2 separate regions of the Sus scrofa genome follow, and region 2 is linked to region 1. The links are chromatin contacts, called in public Hi-C maps. All regions are on one chromosome and are shown on one strand. Each heading gives the region's core, a stretch centred on a gene start, on an enhancer-like site or on the middle of the called end of the contact. The rest is flanking DNA. Distances are from core to core; before and after follow the strand shown. Region 1 has its middle 190 kb from the start of HSF2. Region 2 overlaps LOC102158650 (a long non-coding RNA gene).

The links. Hi-C and Micro-C count contacts between places; a contact is called where the count stands out from the background.
Region 2: a Hi-C map of embryonic fibroblasts shows a contact between it and region 1, with 5 times the contacts expected there. The contact joins two enhancer-like sites. A contact is called at or near these places in 6 of 47 Hi-C or Micro-C datasets (embryonic fibroblasts, fetal heart ventricle, heart right ventricle and 2 more).

Annotation. Positions count from the first base shown.
Region 1 is chr1:40,366,385-40,373,468 of Sscrofa11.1, reverse strand. No RefSeq gene overlaps it. Among named protein-coding and RNA genes, the nearest start is that of HSF2, 190 kb to the right of the region's middle. Within about 2 kb of position 3,633, at least 4 of the 83 cell types and tissues checked have an H3K27ac peak or open chromatin away from gene starts, as enhancers often do.
Region 2 is chr1:40,661,029-40,668,112 of Sscrofa11.1, reverse strand. It overlaps LOC102158650 (a long non-coding RNA gene), which reads right to left. Exons shown (of 3, transcript XR_001305940.2): 1 at 5,593-7,084. Among named protein-coding and RNA genes, the nearest start is that of GJA1, 340 kb to the left of the region's middle. Within about 2 kb of position 3,797, at least 12 of the 83 cell types and tissues checked have an H3K27ac peak or open chromatin away from gene starts, as enhancers often do.

The DNA.
Region 1 (7,084 bases), core at 2,384-4,883:
TGGTCACTGGATCCTTTGAACAAACTTTCCTCTAAACAATTATCCTTTCATGTAAGTGATTTTTGTTTTTTCCAGAAAACTCAAAGCAATAGGAAAATAACATAAGAAACAGCATAATCAAGGAAGGATAATTAGAAAGCAGAAGGGCTAAGATTCAAAGTAATTCCTAGGTTCTTGGACAAAATTTTCCTAACGTTTTAACTAGGAATAGAGTCCTCATTTTACTTCATGTTGAGGAAGAGTGCTGTAAAATAATTATAACCAAGACCAAAGGATTTTATCATGATTACATATAAATATATAACTTAGACGCAGTGTTCCATTTAGCATTCACCAAAAAGTGGCAAAAAATTAACTAAAGCAATGAAGCTTACCAAAGAATATTTACACTCTAACTGATGGACAAATTAGACTTTCATTCAGATTTAAAAAAAAAAAAATAGAAATCTTTTAAGTATATGGTAAAATAGCAATGGCTTAGAAGACATGATTTAGATTTTAGACAATTAAATTTGAGAGTCCAGGTATTCTGTGCTGCTGCCTGTCTGAAGACATTGTACCAAATGTGAATGTTTTTATAGAGTGTGAGTCAAGAAAGTACATCCAGTAACCAAGAGGTAAGATCAGAGTGGTAGGAACAGCAAGAATGTGTGATCCTCTCTCTAGAACCCCCACAAATTTGGATGATCTGTACAAGGTGTGAGACTGCTAGTGGGCAGAGGACCTGGCAATGGGCAACCCATGTAGAACACAGGGGACTCATAGGAAGAAAGCCCAGCCCTTGGAAACTAATGGTAGGCTAGGTACATACATACCAAGATACTAGGTTCACAGAAAACAAGGAAAATAAAACTCTTCATTTTTTACTCTTAAAACAGAAATCTGAGGTGGGATTGAAACTACAGAAAAAGATTATTAATCCCGGTCATAGAGGGTTTGAAGACAGGAACCAACAAGGACAGTGTACTTAATTCAAGGTCTGGTACAAGGTCAATGCTTCCAGACAAATTTGTTTATTTTTATTGATATAAGGACAACATTTGGTATGGTCACCTCCTTGTAAAATAATATATGTGGCAACCTTTAAAGAGAACAAAAATCTAAATGGAAAAAGAAGACGGTGATAAACATTTTCCTTTTTCACATCCTAGGAAATGACTCTCAGGTTTACATTTCCAATAGCATATTAGCTAACCTTAGCGGTAAAATATCTATACCCAAGCCATCAAAGGATCTAAACTATAAAACGGCGCTGACACCAAGAGATAAGTAATGCAATCCAATAAGAATCAAGCAATTCTTTTAGATAATCTTTTCCTTATATTTTTGCTCAATGCCCCAAAGTGAAATTCAATGATACCCTCAGAAGTCTCCCAGGAGTAAGGCTCTCTTACTTTTTAATTAGATATAGCAAAAACAAATGCAAAAAACCTACGATATACTTTTTACACTACACTACACACTTTTCAGTTTATATTTTCAAATTTATAGATTGTATATTCAACCTATTTGGTTAAATTGGCATCAATGCCAAAACCAAACCCTTCCTATCTCTTCTTTCCTCAAAAGACATGATGGTAATGTACTCTCTATGACCATAAAAGCACAAAGAATAATAAGGAAAAAGGATATCATAGGAAAGCAACAGATATTATTTTACAATAAAAAACAGATGATTTTTAAATGATGCTATGAGTCCTATGAAAGATATTTTAGTCTCTTGAAGTTTACTAAAAATATAATTATACTAATTACAAAACAAAAATTACCAATGTTGTTATTCTCTCAAGCCTTCAGCCAGAGGTCAAGGCAGCAGGTTTATCTAGTTTGAGCATCAACACTGCCCTTTAGCTATTTCCCTCTGCTCAGATTTGGACAATTGACACACATGGAAACAAAAGAGGCTAACACTCAGGCAAATGTTTTAGAGGTCTGGAACATTCACATGGAAGCTAACATTTAAATCTACAACTAATGTGAAGTTTTAGGAACTTCAGTCTTTCAATTACTATAGTTCATCATACAACAAATTTAGGTAAACTTAAGGAGCTAAAAGCATGGGCTTTGGAATCAGAGACTTAGAATCCTCATTTTGTCTCATAAAGTAACTTAGGATAAATTTATAAATCTCTCTAGATCTCTGTTTTTCCCTCTATTAAAAAAAAAGTATTAGTTACCTTGTGAGATGTTTTGAAGATTAAAGATTATACATTTTTCAGAACTGAGCATTGCCTGGTACAGAATAGATGCTCATTATTCTATTATATTTATTACTCATTCTTACTCTTATAAATGGGCTAACTTTTAAGAAGACTTCAGAGAAGTGTTGGAGATATAATTCTGGTTTAGCAAGCAGACAGCAATGCCAGCCACTGCTAGGTGGGCAGGCAACCGCTGATCTTTACCAGAAAGCCCTGTGGTTGCTGAATGTTGGCTCCCAACACTAGCCCACACTTCAGCTAATGGAAAAAGCTCCCCTGATAAATGTTACTAATGTTTCTAACGTGCCCACTAAGTATTGGAAGAGAAATTCCAAGAGCTCTTCCAAATCTAAACAAAATTATTGGATTTGATTCAAACGAAAAGTCTGTTCATTACCAAACTGTTTGAATCAATCCCCAGAACACAGAGCAAAATGGTTTTATTCGTTTTAATTAGGAGTCTCTTTTTGATGCCTGTGTCATCTAACAGCAGGGGCCTAAGGAACACTTCCTTGTTAGTCAATAAAGCTGAAAGCTACAAAGCATTCATAAAATTCAGACTCCAGCTCTCAGCAATCATCAATCTCTAGATTTAATAAACTTTCTAACCAGAGTCTTCATTGCCAGTATAATGAGTGACCAGTATACACTCTCAATGAAACAGCATTCTTTGTCTAGCAATACACTGATTCTGACAGATGGAAAAGGCCAACACAGAGGAGACTCTGAGGGGAGTTGCTGAGAAGTTAGCAGTATTGACTATTAAACTAAACACCATTCATCTACACACATACTGTGAAAGGTCTGAAAAATCATGTTATTCTTCTCATATTCCCATTCCAGCATACACATTTAATTTAACATAGAAGGTCTTCAGAGATCTGAATCCCTGGTCTTTCTAACATTCTGTGTACCATTTGGACAAAACAGAGTATAAGGAATAATCACTCTTTCCTTCTATGTGCCTAAGGACAATGAAAAGATCATGTATTCATATCAGCCCTTGTGTGGTACATTTGGATTGGAAATTAGAGTTGTTTTCTACTTATTTATTGCTTTGAATACTGTGTACAGAATAGAAAGAAAAGGCAATAGAAGTTAAACAAATGACTTGCCAACTTGTGTCACACCTTAATTATTAGTATAATTTATCTTTTGCCATTTCAGTGTCATTTTCACCTTACACTGTGATAGCTGGAAAGAATGATCTTCCAAACATCAGGCTGATGTTAATCAGAGGAAATTATTCCCCAAAGAAAATTCAAGACCGTTAACCTTAACTAACTCTTGCAAACTAGCATAAGTAAGTTTTCAGTCACTTCAAGTAGAATTCTGCCACTCTCCCTGGTCCCGTTCAGCATTGACAGGAATGCAGTGTTAGCAGTAGGACGCCTGTCCACATAGTCCTCTGCTCACAGCCTGCTCCAGCCACTCCATGATGAGCCATTACTGAGGGTAGATGTGTTTCCTTATGCTCGCATGGGAAAGGAAGGAAGTGTCCTGTCTGCTAAGTTCACTGCTGCTGCAACCCTTCATAGAGGACAAGGAGAAAGGCTTTCATGTGTCTGGAGACAGGGCTAGGGGATGGGGAATTCTTGAGTGGGGGAGTAAATAAGCTGTGAGTTGAAACATGTTTATCCCAAAAGAAGGAAGATAATAATAAGAAAGGCGGGAAAACAATGCAAATGCAGTGATTTGTATGCTAATAGTACCTGCTGTTTTATGACCATCACAAGTAGTGCAAACTTCCACAAGTGAGATACAAAATGAGCCAATTTTTCAGAAAATACCAACATAAGCGGGGACTGATTTTGAAATGAAAGGGAAGAAAAAAAAATGAAATGCTCTGAAAAATTTCCAAGTTTTTGATAATTGTATTTTGTGACTAAATAAAGAATAGTTTTTCAACAAAAAGATTTTTGTCAAGACTTTGTTGAATAAACACTAAAGTAAGTATACATAAAATTTGAGATGTGAGCAAAAATATATTCACAAAGTGTTAACTTCAGATTAACTTATAACAGTAAAAAACAAGAAACATTTTAATGTCCAAACCATTGCTGATTAAGAAAATTATACACTCCAATATAATGGAATAATATGAAGCCATTAAAAAGTTATTCACAAAGTTTTTATTTATATGGGGAAATACCCATAAGGTAAATAGGAAAAGTAATGTGAAATAGAAAAATCAATATTTTTGATGAGAGTCAAATTGTTCTGCTAAAGAAAGTGGGAGCACTTGTTTTCTTTCTCTCCTGGGAAAGTAAAATTGAGAAGAGAAGGGAGGAAAGATAGTAGGAGAAAGAGCCAAATAACATGAGACAATCACCCAGGAACTTTAAAGAACAAGAATACCTAATATTCGATTTTAGGATCACTTTGCCAAAGTAAACCTGTTTGGCCCTCTAAGACCTCACTTAAGAGTCTGACATAAGCAGAGTCCTTGTGAAAGAGGGGTGTTTGAGAGAAACTCAAAGCCAGATAGTGATTTCACTTATGAGTCAAAGCTTGGAGAGATATAAAGAACTTCAAATGTGAATTTGCTAGAGGCGGTAAGCTGGAGCCTGAAGTGACCATGACACTTGGGAAGGGCCCTAGATTTTCAAAAGAGCATGTGATACAAAACCCTATAGTGAGCAAGTGGTAGAGCCAAATCTGTGAATGCTCTTAATACAGTAGTTATCTTTTTTCCCACTCAATCGTGCATGCGTGAGATTTCCAAGGCATTTTTTTTTTTAAGGGAAATGACTACTTTGATCATTAGGAGAAGCAGCAGTAAAGCATTGAAATGAAGACATTTCAGTACCCACATGAAGGGACCTTTCAGAAGCTATCCAGGGACACTTGGGCAATACCCATGCCTACAGATCGAGTGGCATATAGTATATCATGTGGTTGGAAAGGAAACCCAAAAGAGAGCAAGCAAAACAAGACAATTCAGACCCAGGAAAGAAAAGTCAGCATCAGAGAAATCAAACAGAACATGTCTACATCTTTCAAAGGAACAGAAATATATGGGAAATACAGAAGATGCTGTAGTTGATTACTGCCATTTGGTAATAATCATGGAGTGTTTTACTGAGAAAGGCCCTATGAGAACTGCTTAATGTACATTGTTTCCTTTCAATATCTCAATAACATCAATGTTGTAGCTATCACTCCTAATTAACAAACAAAAAAAGAAGATGTACACAAGGACTCAGTAATTTAGCCAGTGCTACTCAGATATTAAGTGGTAGAGCAGGATCTGAACCCAGATAGTCCAACTCTAGATCTGCAAAAAAACAATGACAGTGACTTACTATGTGCTGGGCACTGTGTTAGAGGTCCTGCATGGATTACCTACATAATCCACAAAACAACCTCTTGAGGTAAGTGCTATTATTATTTATATTTATGGGCAGTAAACCCAGGTCATCCTAGCGTACAAGGAAAAGTAACTTACTGATTCACAATTTATCATAACTTATGGTGCCAAAATCTTTTTATTCTTCCATTTGAACATAAACTTTGAGGCCCACAGGCAAAAGACACACTATCATTATCATAAACCTATTTACTATTTGTATAATTATATATTTATTCATTTAGAGGACATTGTATAATAACCAGATGTTACTGTCTTCCATGGTAAACATGGGAACTGACTTTCAGGCAGGAAATTTATTTCATCATATCAAACTTGTTTAGATATACTTGCATCATTTTACTTACCTGTTTATGATTCATGGTTGCAATAAGCAGTTATGGCTCAAGTGATTTCAACTGATTTTAATATTACCCGACATAAAACATCATTAAAGTGAAACATTTTGTGGAGTCGTTGGAGGTACTATGAGAAAAATGGAAAAGAAGGAAAGAAAAAAGGAGAACATTTTAAAAATTATGTTTCCCAAAGCCAAAGTCAGGTTGTGGGAATAACTGAAGTTTGAGCTGTAGAGATGTACTTCATTTCAGATGACCAGAGCACCCCCTGGTGAACAATGTTAATATTTCACAATTTTTTCCAAAATATTACAGGCTGCAAAATCTACAAGTGGCTTTTAGAAGTAGATTCTCTGGTCTGTTTATTGTTGTTGTTGTTTGTTTTGGAGGAGCTTTGGCGGGGGGGGGGGGGGAATAAGTAAGCATGTGCTCAAAGTGCATTTACTTCCTCTCAAAAACTGTTCCAATCCCAAAGTGAATTTTATTGTTAACATGCGAATTCTACTTCCAGAAACAAATAAGAATTGTAGGAACTTGACTATCTTGGATTAATCAGAGCATACAAATTTAGAAGAATCAAAAGCACGCAAATCTTATCTACAAATTATTCCAACAAAATTTTTTTCTCTATTTTCAAGTATAAATTTCATATTTTCTCTGGGCTGAAGCACATAAATGCATCTACACACTTTGCTTCCCTATCTCTTTTAGATCTCTTTTTTTAGATATGTCGCTTTCTTGGTGATATTTCTATTGACCATAAACATAGGTCCCGTACCCTACACCCAGTAAACTTTTGTCCACTTCATTTTTCACGATACTTTGGATGGCCAAATAAATTTTTGGCAGTCAGATGATTTTTTGTTTTTAACATCTACTGTTTTCCATCACGGATCATATAAACATTATGTGTAATCACTGTAAGTGGAAACTTCTTTTAAATATAAAGAAGAAAAGAAAATCACTTCAAATTCCTCTTCCCAGAGTTAATCAATGCTAATCTTTTCTTCCTGTGTTTCTTTGTGGACACATTACTACATCTGGGAAATGGAAGAGAGAAACAGACCGTATCCTCATTCTGTCACTAACATTCATTTTATGATTATTTATCCACCTAATTAAGGATTCTCTGAAAACAGAGTTTTAATATTTATATAAAATTTATTGTAGGAAAG
Region 2 (7,084 bases), core at 2,548-5,047, 290 kb before region 1:
ACCTCTATAAGGAAACACTGTGTTGTTATCACCAGGAGAAGACAATGTGCATCCAGAAGTTCGAGCTTAAAGATTTAGGAATATACTAAATGAATATGAATCAGAGAAGTTAAAAATTGAGGGGAGTAAAAATTAAGAAGAAATTTTACGGTGAAGAGTAATGGTAAAAATCATGCTACAGAAATGGGAAGCCCCAAACTAAAAGCTGAATTGCTATGGTACAATAAAATAAGATATAGCTTCTTCAGATAGGTTATCAAAATGCTTATTTAGATTTTACTTAGTATTAAATACTTATTTAGATTTTTCCAAAGGATGTGTTTTCTGATGTACTTTTCATGGCCTCAGTGGGAAAAAAAAAAAAAAAAAAAAAAAACACCATTTCAGAAGTTCTTATATATTTAACAACATTTTTCATTTGTTGTAACTCAAAATCCAAAGCAGTGGTTTCCATTGTTGCCACCTTGAGTTAGGAGTGAGTTAAAATCTCTGAAATAGTACATGGTGGCAGCAACCACTAAGCAGGACTTGATGACAGTTCCTCTGCCTCCCCTCCAATAAATAGGCTGTGAGTTCAGATAAAGCACAGAGGAACCCTGGCACCTTTATAAGATAAGGACACTAATTATAGTGAGGTAGGGCACTATTCGTTTACATCCTGTGGTCCTCCTGAAGAAACAGGAGCAATGATGTGTCAGAACTGATAAAAGGTGCTCAGAAACAGGCTGCCTGGTTTTTGTCCACAGAGAGTACACATCTGTGTCTAAAGATGTGAAAAAAAGTCATGATACAATCTTTATAAAGGAATTTCTTTGACTCTCTACTTGTAAATAAGAAATAGCCTTATTATTTTCTTGTCTGATGGAATAGTTTAACTCTTGGAAGGGTAATTGATGAATTCGTACAATTAGAAAAGAAAAAAAAAGAAATGCAAAAAGAGTTCCTTAAAAGAAGCAAGTTCTTTTACATATTAAATCCATTGGCTATTTGAACATTTTCCTAGTTTTTACCATATCTATAAGCATCTGATGAGTTAATATGCAACAACCATCAATAAATATTTTGCTTCTATATATTCTTTTTGTACTCAGTTCCTCCTGATTAGTTACCTAAGTGCCCCAAATGATAAAACATTTATACTATTATTTAGCTTTTTGGTTTTGAACTTCAATAAACGTTGAATGAGTTTCTTTTATGTACTTTTCAGTAAAGAAACTCAATTTTCTTTACTGATTTTTATTCAATTTTTTCTAACAGACTTGTATGTCTTTTAAAATTCTGCACCCAAAAAAGAGCAAAATTTCATTTTAATCACAACAACAGAAGACTGATTTATATATGCCATAGAAAATTGATTACAGAGGTAGGCTTTTGAACCTAGTTAGTTATACGAAGTCTTTCTAATGATGTCCCCGTTTTTTTGACCCTCATTTAGTCCAGATTTAACCCTCTACTGGTGGGGATGGTGGGGAGCAAGTTGGGCTATGATTTGTGGGGGAGGGGAATACAGGGAGTATGTGGGTGAAGTAAGTGTATACCTTTTTATGAAACAATGGCTTTTGAATGTCACAGGAAAAAATTTTTTTCAGGATAAGAAAACACTTGCCATTTCTGCATTTGTTTTAATTAAATAATTTTTAAAACATATGTCTTTAAAACACACATATAAATGTTCACTGAAACAAGTAATGTTAATTCTACTTGAATAAAAGCCCAAGATAATGCTCATTTTGCTTTCTTCTTGGACAAAACCCATGCTTCCCACTTAATCCTATATGGGGGTCTCTTCCTCACAAGTTTTAAACAGGTGTAATTCATGACAGTTCATGGAAAGATCTAAAAGTTGATGATGGTAGATCTCTGTGCCAGTGGTCATTCTCCAGTGGCCTTACTCAGCTCTCTGGGAATCAGTGCTCAGAAGGAAGAGTTTGTCAAACTTCTCTAACACCAATCAGGCTTCAGGGAGAGGATTTTCTCATTAAAAAAAAAAACCAAAACCTCTTGGGCACCCCCTTTTAAAGTCTGCTTCCATCACTTTGAAACTACAAATTTATTATAACCCATCTGCTAATGATCTTAGACAACTATATATCTTTATTTTATAGAGAAATGTTTCCACTGCTCCTTCCAAATTATTTTATAGAAACATCTCCCACACAACCAGGAACAATAAATTTGGCAAGAAGGAGTTGTCAAAGCCAATTCATAATAATGGAGAATGGAGTTCAGATAATTTGCACTTGCCTTGGTTTAACTTTTACCTAAAGAAAAAAAAGCGTTGTTGCTTTCAAAGGTAGCTTTCTTGGTTTTGTGGTGCTTTTTTTTTTTTTTTTTTCTTTTTAGGGCCTCACCTGTAGGATATGGAAGTTTCCCGGCTGGGGTGGACTTGTAGCTACAGCTACTGGCCACAGTCACAGCAACACAGGATCCAAATCACGTCTGCGACCTACACCACAGCTCATGGCAATGCCAGATCCTTAACCCACTGAACAAGGCCAGGGATGGAACCCATGTCCTCATGGACAGCAGTTGGGTTAGTTTCCACTGTGCCACAATGGGAACTCCCCTGTTCTGCTTTTTTAAATACAAAACTATAGAGGGAATTTCTGAGGTATTAAGTAATACTCTAGGTGTATTTAAGACAGCTAGTTACTGCATTTGGTCAGTCACTCTAAAGATACTAAAAAAAAAGTACAAATCCAATATGTAGTAAGATTCTAAGAAAAAGGAATAAAGATTAAAGAAAAAATTTAATGGGTAGTATTTAAACTAGCTACATTTGGGGTATGTCTTAATAAGGGTGTCTTTAAAAAAGGAGGAGAGTTATTACATAGGCCAAAAGAAAATTTATAGTCAGATTGCTGTTCAAAGTTAATAGCACTTATAATTTTAACATACTCTGATGTAAGCTTCACTGTCAAGTTGTTAAAAAAAAATGACTCAGTCTCCACTTATAGGACAGTCCATGGCCTGTAGCAATCTGTAAGGATGAGAGAGAAAAGAGAACAGGATTAACGTGTCACTCTCCCATGCTACGGAACCATGGGACCTGCAAATCCCAAGAAAGAGGGAGACTTTCACAAGGTCACTAGGGATTAGGCATGCACACTAATGGCCTTACTCATTGTTCCAAGGGGTCCTGTGATTGGGCTTGGAGCCAACACACTTCAGCCAACAAAGTCTCTCAATTAGGTACAGTCCCAATGCCAAGTTTCTCAGCAAGAGCATGTGAAAGGGCTCCTTTTGACTTTTGATCAAATCCATTTAAAATCTTTGCCATGGGGTGCTGAAAAAATCAACATTTTAAAATATGTCTAGAATGCCTCATACCTGGGAACTAATATTAGCTACTTGTTCTTATTGTAGAGATTATGATCAATGGATTCACAATGCTCTCAAGAAAATGGATTCAACATAAAATATTACTGTGGGTCATGGTGGAAATGAGAAATTCACTCATATTTGCCAGCAGTGCTAGACTATCAGCTCTCTGGGGTGGGGATCTTGTCTTACACCTCTGTGCAGGTGCAGAGCCCTCACCATGTGGTAGGTAATTGGCGGATTTTTTTTTTTTTTTTTTTTTGACTGGATGGATGATTTAAACAGATCTGTTTACTGGGCTTGCAAAATAATCATCAAACAAATAGGCAGTTTACTGTTTGGAAGATCCTTTTTTACCCTACTTTCCCAGTTACCCGTGGTGAGACTTGAACTGTTTGTCCTTTTAGAACAGAAGAAGAGCTTTTTACACTGGGAAACCCAGACCAATGGCGGCGTGCCTGCTTTGTGGAGGTTGCCTAATCCTTTCTGCTTTGGAATGCTCCTCTGGGTTGGGGAAGTCTCCTGCCTTGGCTGTGATCACAGAGCTACAGAGGGAGGCTTTCACTTCAGCATCCTTTCTTTTCTTTCCAAGTGTAAAAAAAAAACAAGGTTTGACTAACATGTAATACTGAACACTTTGTCTTCAGATCTTGTCTTCTCTATTACATTTTTCAGTGACAATAAGGAAACAATGATTCACAATCCGTAAGAAGGATCCACCCTTGTTCCCTTTAAGAGGGATGCTCCCATCATTTCAACTCAGTTCAAGTGGAAACACTGAACCCAAAAGCAAAAGAGCTAGGACAGACTGGCAAATTCTGTGGTTTGTGCAAAGGATTACGTACCATTGACTGAAAGAAAAAAAAAAAAAAAAAAGCACTACCTAAAATTTGAGGGTTATGTTTTACTCCGATGATTTTCTGAGGACTTCAAGCCCAGGACACAACAGCTCGAACAACACTGAAAACTTTTCCAGAGAGGCAATGATGGGGAGCTAGGATGTATAGGAGTTTTCAACAAAAGACCAAGCAGTCAGAACATCAAAGGATTATTAACAATTAAAGGAACTCAGGAGTGTCCCTTGTGGGTCTCAGCAGGAATGAACCTGACTAATATCCATGAGGATACAGGTTAGATCCCTGGCCAGCTCAGTGGCTTAAGGATCCTTCATTGTTGTGAGCTGTGGTGTGTTTTGCAGACGCAGACAGATACCTTGTTACTGTGGCTGTGGTGTAGGCCAGCAGCTGCAGCTTCAATTTCACCCCTAGCCTGAAACTTCCATATGTGGCTAAAAAGTAAAAGAAAAAAAAAAAAACCATACATTTTACATTAAGGAATTTAGTGCTTTTCTGTGAATGGGAAGATGCAAGAGTTTGAGCTCACTGAAATCACCCCTTTGATATTCACCTCAGCTATCTGGGCCAATACTCTGTTTTCTCAGGGGGCACCATAGGGGGTAGCTGAAGCTGCTGACTGCTTAGATGGGCTTCGCAGTGAGCAGCCCATTTGTCTCCATCCTGAGTTTCCTCAGGGCTCGCTGTCCAGTTGGCTGCAATGTGATGGCTTGGTGGCTGCAACATCCTTTGTTTACTGTCATGGCAGGCAATATTTTAGCTCTCACTATCTATCCTGCTAAACTCCCCTACATGGAGCAAAACACATCTTCCGAGAAAGGAAATTGTTTTTGTTGTTGTTGTTTTTCCTGATGAGAAATGTAGGAATGTATGAGATATCGAACATTTATTTATTTATTTATTTATTTTTGTGTTTTGTCTTTTTAGGGCTGCACCCGCAGCATATGGAGGCTCCCAGGCTAGGGGGTCTAATCAGAGCTACAGCTGCTAGCCTAAGCCACAGCCACAGCAATGCCAGATCTGAGCCTCATCTGCTACCTACAGTATAGCTCATGGCAACACCAGATCTTTAACCCACTCCTCCAGGCCAGGGATGGAACCTGCAACCTCATGGTTCCTGGTGGGATTCATTTCTGCTACGCCACAAGAGGAACTCTGAGATATTGAACCATAAAGGCTCTGAGAGGGCAAATTGTAAAAACGTACTTTTCCAAACTTAAACAATATTTGCAAACTCAATTGCCTATAGAGACAAAAAATATAACAAAAATCTGTGATGAAGGCCAGATAGAAGATGAATGGAGTTGTAAAAACTTGAGGGAGTGGTAAGTTTGTTCCCGTTTCAAAGTTCAAATTCTCGAAAACACACATGCACACACATATACATTCACACAAATAGACATTCAGAGTCACTTACCTTGAGTGAAATGCAGTCTTTTGGCCATTATTTTTAAACCTTGAATTCTACCCTACAGTTTTTTCAGGTTAGGGCAGTTTTTCCAAGTAAGAGTCAAGCCTGGATCTGCTCTCTGTCATGTGAAATTTTTAAAAAGGCGAGATTTCAAAAGAATTAACGATTCAGCCTAGTGGAGGCTAATTCCTTCTAATTCCCTGCTAATTCACCAAAAACTCAGTCTACTACTACCATGACCCAATGTAGCCTTAGACGTGACCCTTATTCAGTCCTCCTCTCCTTGAGCTCCCCCTAGAGGTTAGAGTCTGCCAATAACAGAAACCCCGCAGTGACTTCTCAGAAAAGATGGAATTAAAAAAAAAGGAATAGGAGTGGCACGGGGGTGATTGCTAAGAACATAACAATCAAAAGAAAAATAATAAAAATATTTATGTGAATTTATTCCTCATGTCTTGTGCACCAAGTAAATATTTAGGGCATATACTATGTGCAAAGAATTGTGGTAAATGTTCTGGAAAATGCTGAAATCACCAATTACACAATTTCTTCTTCTGTAAAAGATTACAAAAAGCAACATTCTTTCTGCTTTTCTGACCCTGCAAATTCCTCTTTCACTAATTTTTCTATTCTATTCTTCTTAAGTAGTGGCCTTCTTCAGAACCCTCTTCAAATTCTCTTCTTTCTTGCTTTGCATTTCTTTGTTTATGTACTCTCATTAATTTTTCTGGTTTCAATCACCACTTTTTTTTTTTTTTATGATTTCCACCTTTATATCTCTGGACTGAACTTTTCTTTGAGTAGCAGATACATGGTTTCACTTTTCTGCTGAAATTCTTCACTAGAAAGTTTCAGTCATGTCAAACAACATCCCCCAGAGCTAATTCAAGACCATAAGCATTTAATGACAAATAGGCATTGTCAGTGGTAAGTGATATGATTCAGAAGATCACTTTGGGGTGAGGTTGTCTGGGAAAGTCTCCCGGCAGAGCCAGACTTGGGCAGGAATTTGAACAAGAGGTTTGTGGACAACAGTGTGAACAAAATCAGGAGGACATCCATCACGACTTCCTTCAATGGAGACTTTTTCTGCCATGCCAGTACTTTTCAGTCCAAATCAGTTTTGACCTCTAGTCCAATACAAATTTTTAAAAAAGAGAGAGAAAACAAAATAAAAACTTGCCCCATGGTAGTTTTTCTCTATCTGCTTTTTCCTCCTTCCAGATGGAGAAATTGAAGATCAGAGACCAAATAAGCAAAGGACGAAGCCATTTTCCACTCACAGTAGAAATACACAAATTTTCGCAAACATAGGTAGATTTCTCTACCCTTGAAAACTGAAATGGCAATCCTGAAGCCCAGCTGAGAGTTGGCCCTTGAATACCAGGCATTTTCTTTATTCATTCTGCATCCACTTGGTTCTGGCCTTGCCTTTGTCCTAGCCAAGGAGCTGAATGTAGCCTCTGATGTTCGCAGCACTGCCTTGCAATCTTGAAAA